Regions from separate parts of the Mus musculus genome. Here region 1 is linked to region 2. The links are chromatin contacts, called in public promoter capture Hi-C maps. All regions are on one chromosome and are shown on one strand. The core of a region is the stretch at or near the end of the contact, and the rest is flanking DNA. Distances in the headings are between cores, read along the strand shown. Region 1 has its middle 21 kb from the start of 4930579P08Rik. Region 2 overlaps Ptprr (protein tyrosine phosphatase, receptor type, R).

Region 1 (4,052 bases), core at 207-2,706, 480 kb before region 2:
GAGACAAACTCTCCAGTAGAAGAGTCTCTGCGCCTGCATCTTAGTGCTTTATTCCTTTGATATTCAAAAAAGTTTTGATCTCTGAGAGTCCAACTTACTAAGCTGATACATAATCCCCTGTAGACCTGCTATATACTGTGGAATCATTTGCAAAACGGCAAAGAGCAGCGTCATTTGGGATGGGGTCGAAAACTTACACACGTTATGGTGCCTGCTGTCCTGCTGTGGACAAGTCCGCCCTCCAAAATAGCAGTGCAGTGTACCCATTGGCTTGCCCTTGGCATGGATTGGGTCTTAGTGCTTACGTACTCACTGAAGGCCTATTGGAGCAGCCCATTTAGACTGGGATGCTTCCTGAAGAGATGCCCTGGCACAGGAGACGCCCCACTTGGACAGCATAGCTATGAGGAAGGGCTACCAGTAGCCTTTGCACCTCCCATAAAGACTTGAACCCTGGACTCCTTCCACCTTTATCGGTGGCATCCATCGGAACCCTTGGCAGTTCCTCCTCTCTACTCCAGTCTCGTCGGTAAAAGCAAAAGGAAATCAGTACTCGTGTCCACAGGCAGTGCTTGCAGGTCCTGGTATTGCTGTTCAATGCTGAGAAGTTGTAGTTTGGGTTTAGTTTCAGACCCCGGGACGAGGGTGTGAGGTGCATATCTTACATACCAAAGCGGACCTGGTCTTCAGTTCCTACCCTGCCCCCCACCCTGAGGTTGCCCATCCCCCAGAAGCTCTTTCCTATATGATCCAGACATTTTGCTCTCCCTCTCCCTCTCCCTCTCCCTCTCCCTCTCCCTCTCCCTCTCCCTCTCCCTCTCCCTCTCCCTCTCCCTCTCCCTCTCCCTCTCCCTCTCCCTCTCCCTCTCCCTCTCCCTCTCCCTCTCCCTCTCCCTCTCCCTCTCCCTCTCCCTCTCCCTCTCCCTCTCCCTCTCCCTCTCCCTCTCCCTCCTCCTCCTCCTCCTCCTTCTTCCTCCTCCTCCTCCTCCTCCTTCTTCTTTTCTCTCCCCCTCCCCTCTCTTCCCTGAGGTCAGTGACCTGCTTTAGCCCTTTGCCACTACCTGACCCCAGCTGAGGACATATAGCTGGATTAGCTTCTGTCTTTTACTTTCATTGAATGGAAATAACCAATGGTGTTGGGTCAATCTAAAACTCAAACAGTACTGCATTCTTTTATTTTGTTACATCAAATAGGTTTGGAAGCTAAGAGACGCTCTCACTTATTTTTGATTGTCAGCCTAAGTAGGAGATGACAGAGAGCATGGACCCCTCACCTCGAAGTCAAGAGGCATAGCATTCTACCACTGGCGTCCCCTTTCCTCTCTGGAGATGTCTGCTGGCAACACTCGTTCCATTTCCTACTGAAATATTTTTCGTGTTAGGTAAAGCCCTTAAAATACTATCCGCACGCTGAAAGGTGTTTGTTCCAGGAGGAGACAAGGGAGTGCCGGAGCTGTTTCCTGCTTGAAAATCCAGGAATTGTTTGCAATGCAGCCGGTCTCTCTATACCTCTTGAGCATGACCTTCCAGAACCGCATTCATAAGTCGGGAATTTCCCAGAGTGCCTTGCCAAGAATTAGTGTTGGGTTACAAGAAAACCGATATGACATGTAGTATACCTTTATCTGGAACAATAATCCTTCTCGCTTCCTGTCTCTCCCGTGCTGTTCACACCTTCTGTTGTTCGTGGGCGTTCTGTTGAGTGGCCCCCCTAGCTGGCAAAACAGCTGGACTTCTTGTAAACAGAAATAAACTATTAAAAAAAAAAAAAAAAACAAAAAACAAAAAAAACCTACCCTGAAACCAGAAACCAGATTATGTGTTTTCCTTACGAATGTATTTATTTATTTATTTATTTATTTATTTATTTATTTATTTATTTAGCTTTTCTTCAGAGGTATCGTTTCTTTATTACTCAGATTGGTTTCCAGAACTCATCGGGCAGGCCCTTCGCTGTCTATCTATCTGGTCTCTCATTGACAGGGGCTGCCCCAGGTTTACATCTTTATCTCCCTCCTCTTTAAATCTCTTTATCTTCCTCCTTTTTCTCCCGGTTGTCTGTGTGTGAGCTCAGTGGCTCCGGGATTCAGACTCAGATTCACCTGCTCTTTGGTTTCTGAGCATGAAGTCGCCACGCGATCCATCAGAAATCCCCACAAGCTGTGTGTCTCTGTGCTTGTTGGGGAGCCTTCGGGTGTCTTGCTGAAAAGCCCTTCCCATTTGTGGATAGTGAGATTCCTGCCAAGCCCAAGAGGACCACAGGGCTAAAAGGAAAGGGCTGGGTGGGGGAGGGGAGAAAGAGTCTGGGAAAAGCATCTAGTCTTCTCTTGGTGCTTCCTGAGTTTGCACTGTGATTTCATCTCTGCACCTTCAGCTGGATCCTTGAGAGACCTCGGAGAATTCCAGGCCACTCTCAGGAAGCAGATGACTCCCAGAGTGAGATCGTCCCTGGAAAATACATTATACAGAGAGGGGAGACACAGTCAACTCTCCCATGTGTCTATTCGAATGAGTTATTCTTGCCCCTGAGCACATGGGCTTCTTCATTCTTTGACTTTACTTTGTTGAAAATTCCAGTGACTGCCAGTAATCCCACAACCTAGATGCTGCTCAATTCTAGATGAAATAGGTAGTAATTGTCAGGCTCCATAATGGAATTTTCCCATTTCTATAAGGAAAAAAATAAGGAAGTGACTCAGGTTTTTATTTGAACTCCAGTTTTAAACAAGGCTCATGAGATTCACCGGTGTTTTCTATAAAGGCTTAGCTGCTGTTTCAGTTGAGGACAAGGTAGTGTCATATTTGTGTGTGTGTATAAGTGTGTGTGTGTGTGTGAGAGAGACAGACAGACAGACAGACAGACAGATGAGCTCATGCCCATACAGACACACACAGAAACACTTCAACACTTGTTCCAGGGAGGCAAGCAGAGGCGTGTGCTGTGGGTGGGAAGAGATCTGAGTAGGAGGAGGGAGGTCTTCTTGTCTCATTCCTGTGATGAAATACCCGGACAGAGGCAATTTAAGGGAGAAGGGACTTGTTTCAGCTTGTAGTCCCTGAGGGATACAGTCTGTCGTAGCACGGAAAGTGTGGCGGTAGGAGCAAGAGGCTGGCTATTCACACTGCAGCCATACTCAGGATGCAGAGAGAGACAAATGTTGGTGCTCAGAGCATTGTCTCCTTTCCACATATACAGTCTGGGATCCCAGGATAGGGAATGGTGGCGCCCACTGTGGACACATCTTTCCATCTCAACCTAATCAAGGTAAACTCAACAGGCACAGCTGGACGTCTGACCTCCAGCTGGCCTGCTAGTGTCAAGTTGACAATTTAGATTAACAAGGCATTGATGTTTTTGAAGGGCAACTTCAGACCAGACACTATGTCAGGCAGGGAGCATGAAGGCCATTGCTGTTATTTATTGGGTGTGTCACATTGGGCAAGTTATTCAACATCTCTAGGCCTGTTTGTTCATCTGTAAAATGGGGAATGTGTGTGGGACATGAGTAACACTTTTGTTACAGGCACCGTGCTAAGTGTTTGTGTGTCCATGGTAACCCTTGTAAAAGTGACTTTTATTCAGACTGGCTTCTCTCAGCTACTCATGAATTGTTCAGCTTGGAAAAGCTGCCCTTGAATTCTGTGAACTGAACTTCACTGACTGCACGAACTGAACAGAGCTCAATGGAACTTCCCAAACTCAACTGAACTCCAGTCAGAGGGATCAAAGGTGTGTGCTAAGGGCTTGTCTGTATTCCAGCCGATCTCACAGACCTAGGTCTTTGGATGTGATCCCTTGTCAGAGTAGCCATATTGCTGGGCTAAAATTCCTCTACAAACCCTGACAAATAGACACCATATATAAGAGAGAATTCGATTGAAATGAATAAGAATGGTTAGCTTTTCCTGGATAAGTATTATATCTTATTATGATATGAAGCATGTTATTTATAATACATTTTATTTGGCTTTTCTCAAAACCAAAGTTACAACATTGGTATTGCTGTCCGCATTCATTTTCTTTTTCTTCATGAAGATGCTAACAGCAGTTA
Region 2 (4,187 bases), core at 969-3,468:
GACAGTGCCATCTTCTCCTGTGCTTCCATTGGTTCCTGGTGGCTTTGAGAGAAGCAGGAAATGCTGTACATATAGCACGTCATCTAGTTGTGTGGTAGGTCATGCTATCCGGGTTTTTACATGTAGACTATATAATGTTCACATAACAATGAAGCTGTCTAATGATACATTTTTGAGACCACCTCTCCATAATTAAGCAACACATGACTCTCTCTCTCTATTCATATATATACACACATATATACATATACTCAGTCATATATATGCACATGTATGTGTATATGTATATATGTAGACATGTATATATGTAGACATGTATACACACACACACACACACACACACACATATATATCTCAATATAATGCCATGTACTCTAGGTACCCGATTATTTATTTTAGTGTTTTGAGACAGGGTCTCATATCATTTAGACCAGTATTGACTTCACACTGTGGTAGTAGATGGCCTTGAACCTTGATCCTCCTGCATCCTGGAAATGCTTTTACCTATGTACGGTTAGCAGAACAGTCGTAGAACCTCATGGATAAAAAACTGGATTCTGGAGTAGGTCAGAACACCCAGCTCAAAGACTTCTTGTGCTCATTTGAACTGTGTGATTTACACAAATTCCTTAAAAGCATTTGGTTTCATCTCCCCCACCCCCACCTTTGTTAAAGCAAGACAATGGCTATGTTACAAAGTTCTGAGCATTACTAGGTCAACGTGGAGCAGCTGGAGTGGCAGTATTAGTTTACTAGAGTCTTATCCATCCTGAAACGCATTATCTACTTGGGCTAAGCACAGTGGATGTAGGTTAACAAAACACAGCTGAGCTGCGTTCTATCTCTCTTCAGACAAGTCAAAGATCTCCTGGAAAGTGGTTTCTTTAAGGCTATCTGGGCACCAACCAGCCTTTGGGTATGCTAGGTATCTAAACACAATGGTGGGTGGGTCTTTTAGCTGGCTGGAAGCTGGGAATTGGCTCTTGCTTTTGCTCTGTTGGGGCCAGCACCATCACAGCTGTCCAGCATCCCCCCCCCCCCCGCCCTGTGGCACAGCTCAGTGGCAGGCAGCTACTCTGTGTGGAAACAGTCTATTCTTCATCCCACCTTCATATACACAATACTTAGTCACACTTTTTCTCCTAGGGTGATGGTTCTTTCAGCTTGACAAAATTGTCAGACACTACTGTAAAAGCTAACCCACTTTTCATTTTGTGGAATAAGAGCATCGTGATTGATAGTCATGATCTGAAGATCTGAATTCTTCTAATCTCTCTGTAACTGTTCAGTTGCACAACAAATCCCATTTTAGTCTGTCTTTGTCTTATCTAGGTTTTTTTTTTTTTCTTTTATTCATTTCTAGTGCTGGTTGGTACTATTCAAAATCGTTTTCAGACCACGGTAGCACTTCCAACTTAAAAGCGTGATGTGTCGCTGTCACTGTCACATGACTTCTGGCTAAGGATAACTGAAACTAGCTCTGTCTATAGGCTTCCTAAGCCTGCCACACTGCTAAAGCAGCAAGGCTACATCCTCTGAGGTAAACAGTGATTCCTCAGGCAGGTTTGACATGGTGCCAAAACCATGTATCCAGCAAGAAACAAAGAGGTAACTGGTTTCCTGAGGTAGCAAACTTCTGTGAAGAAATATTACCACAGTCTTTCCAACGGGAACTGTATGTTTGTTTTCCAAGCGTTGGCTGGTCAGAACGTGACAACAGAAATGGCAACTCAGGAGACACGCTCTTTTCCAAGTTGTGTGATGACGTCTGGGAAAGTTTTACGAAAAAAAAAACAAAACCAAAAAACAAAGCAGGTGTTCAGGAGATGGTAGTCTAGACTGCAAAGCCTGGGAGATGCAGCCACAGTCAAGATTAGGGCAGCTGCAGGGCACTGAGAGGCACCTCCCTTCCTTTGACATTCCCTCAGAGAATGGACACTCCTACGTCAAGCTGTGGGCTGTACGTGGAACCTTTGTGTGCACTGCCTCTCGTGGGCACTGCTCTGTGAACGTCTTCCTACCATTTACCTCACCTTGAGGCAAGATACCCCCTCTTTCTTGACTGTTCTGTTCAGCACTAGAATTTGTATGTCCAGTGGGTGGGCCAAAGCAATCACAGTTGAGGTCTTAGTAACGGTTCACAGGCTCAGCAGTATGTGACCAGGGCAGGAAGAATGTCACTGGGACCAAGGTCTGTTGACTGTAACAGATTCAGTTAACTAAGTCAAGGTTGCTGCAGTGGCCGGCCATTGAAGGTGGGGGAAGGTGGGAACACACAGTGCCCTGTGGTAACATTCTTGTCACTCTGAAAGCGTCAGGAAGACCCAGGGAAAGTGTTGTTATTTTCCATTTCTTTTGGAGGACAAGAACAAAAGGAGTAACGTCTGAGGAGTCCTCAAAGATCATTCACTGGAATTACTGGCAAAAACTTGTTTCTTTATAGGCCGGGCGGTCAGCCAGCTTCTGGAATGCTCACAGGCAGAGATACCTTTAGAGCAGGCTTCCGAAGACATCAAAACGAATCTCTCTCTAACATTCTCACTCTATTGGCCAACTGGAATAGCCCCAGTAGGTCTCAAGATTCTCCTTGTAGTCACACAATAGTTCTTGAAATGATGAAAACAACCATCAAAGTCCCCATAATCTTTCTTCTCTAGACTAAACATCCTGTAGTTACTCAACATCTCTGTGAAGCCTGCTTTCCCTGCCACTCACCGATAGTCTCCTACTTCTGTGTGCTATTTTATGAAATAGGACCGGCCTACAGTTATCCCCAAGGGGATCCTGCCAGCAAGCATATTTTCTCCCTTAGCTACTCATCGTAGAGCATCAGGATGAGATCTGCAGGTGCGTCAGGAGGCAAGGCCACAGTGCTGGCCTGCAGGTGCATGGTACTCAGCAAGCATTGTAGGAACAGTTAGGTTAATTAAAAGTCCGCAGGATTGTATTTGAATGTGAAAATTACAGGTTTCTTTTTTCCCCCCTCCATCCTGGATTCAAGCTATTGAAAATTTGAAATTACACACAGGAACTTACATTTGTTCCTGTTAATTTCAATTCATTAATTCTTCATCTGAACACAATGTTCTTGTGTACTGAACCACTAGTTCTAACATTCAATAGATTAGCCTTCCATAACTCACTCCCAGGACTGAGCCTTCTAGACACTCAGCAAGCATGCCTTACATCTTCCCTACATCATTTATTTAAAAAGAATGTGTATATATTTACATATACATATATATGACCAAAATAAGATGACGTCTTTACAACGAGTAATTTGATAAGATTTGTATTGTTTAATATCATCTTAAAATTGTTTCTAGCTAAGTTGTAGGGTTTTGTTTTTAAGTTCTGGCCAGTTGTTATTTTGCAAACTTGCTACAGTGAAAAAACACTCAGCACCTATATCAAATAGGCATTTAACTAGTTCTCTTACATATAAATACATATATATATGTATATATATATATGTATATATACACACACACATATATACATAATATACACACATATATTTATATATAATAGGTCAAATATATAATATTTATGTTATATAATAATATATCTATATTTACATAAATGTTATATATACATATATATTTATAATAATATGTATAATAGGTCAAATTTGACTATATATATAAATAAAATAGGTCAAATATATAATCTATCGAGTAAATAATCCAGGCCATGACATTTCTGTATTGTGTGAAAACAAATAAACCACAGGCTAAAAGGAATGCTTCCCAGGACACACTCCTTAGATGCTGGTTCCGACTGAAGAAAGCATCCAGATACTTCACGGGGAATGTTAGTATACAGGAGATTCCGTTGGCCTTTATCAGAACTTAAGACCTAGGGCTACCCTTCAGGGTTTACTCTAGGAAAAATACATTTTTCTTTTGTGCATTGGTAATATGAAACAACACACAGAACAAACCCAGGAAGCTAGCACAGTACACAGACCATGTTTGTGGAATAAGAGAACGTAGCTATGCAGTGTGGATCTGCAAGAGAGTTTCATGATAATGCCCCCTCCCCCTTTCCGCCCCAGTCCAGTTTAACAACAATTGATGTTAGGCACCTCTTCAGTCAGACAGAGCTCCATGGGTTTGCTGAAACAGTCAGTTCCTAATGTAAACTGGTTCCAGAAGGCAAGGGGCAGGGCCCCTCCAATCCATTAC

The links. Capture Hi-C pulls out chosen DNA fragments and counts their contacts.
Region 1: a promoter capture Hi-C map of adipose tissue shows a contact between it and region 2, with 2.6 times the contacts expected there. The contact joins two enhancer-like sites. A contact is called at or near these places in 2 of 39 promoter capture datasets (the HPC-7 cell line and stem cell-derived epiblast-like cells), 1 of 484 Hi-C or Micro-C datasets (adipose-derived mesenchymal stem cells), 1 of 115 datasets of contacts at active chromatin or transcription factors (extraembryonic endoderm stem cells) and 2 of 9 other capture datasets (adipose tissue and embryonic stem cells).

The regions. Positions count from the first base shown.
Region 1 is chr10:116,748,540-116,752,591 of GRCm38.p6, reverse strand. No RefSeq gene overlaps it. Among named protein-coding and RNA genes, the nearest start is that of 4930579P08Rik, 21 kb to the right of the region's middle. Within about 2 kb of position 1,456, at least 25 of the 459 cell types and tissues checked have an H3K27ac peak or open chromatin away from gene starts, as enhancers often do. A contact at or near this core is called in adipose tissue, where this site is marked.
Region 2 is chr10:116,269,097-116,273,283 of GRCm38.p6, reverse strand. The region is part of intron 13 of Ptprr (protein tyrosine phosphatase, receptor type, R); the gene reads right to left. Among named protein-coding and RNA genes, the nearest start is that of Ptprb, 30 kb to the left of the region's middle. Within about 2 kb of position 2,218, at least 14 of the 459 cell types and tissues checked have an H3K27ac peak or open chromatin away from gene starts, as enhancers often do. A contact at or near this core is called in adipose tissue, where this site is marked.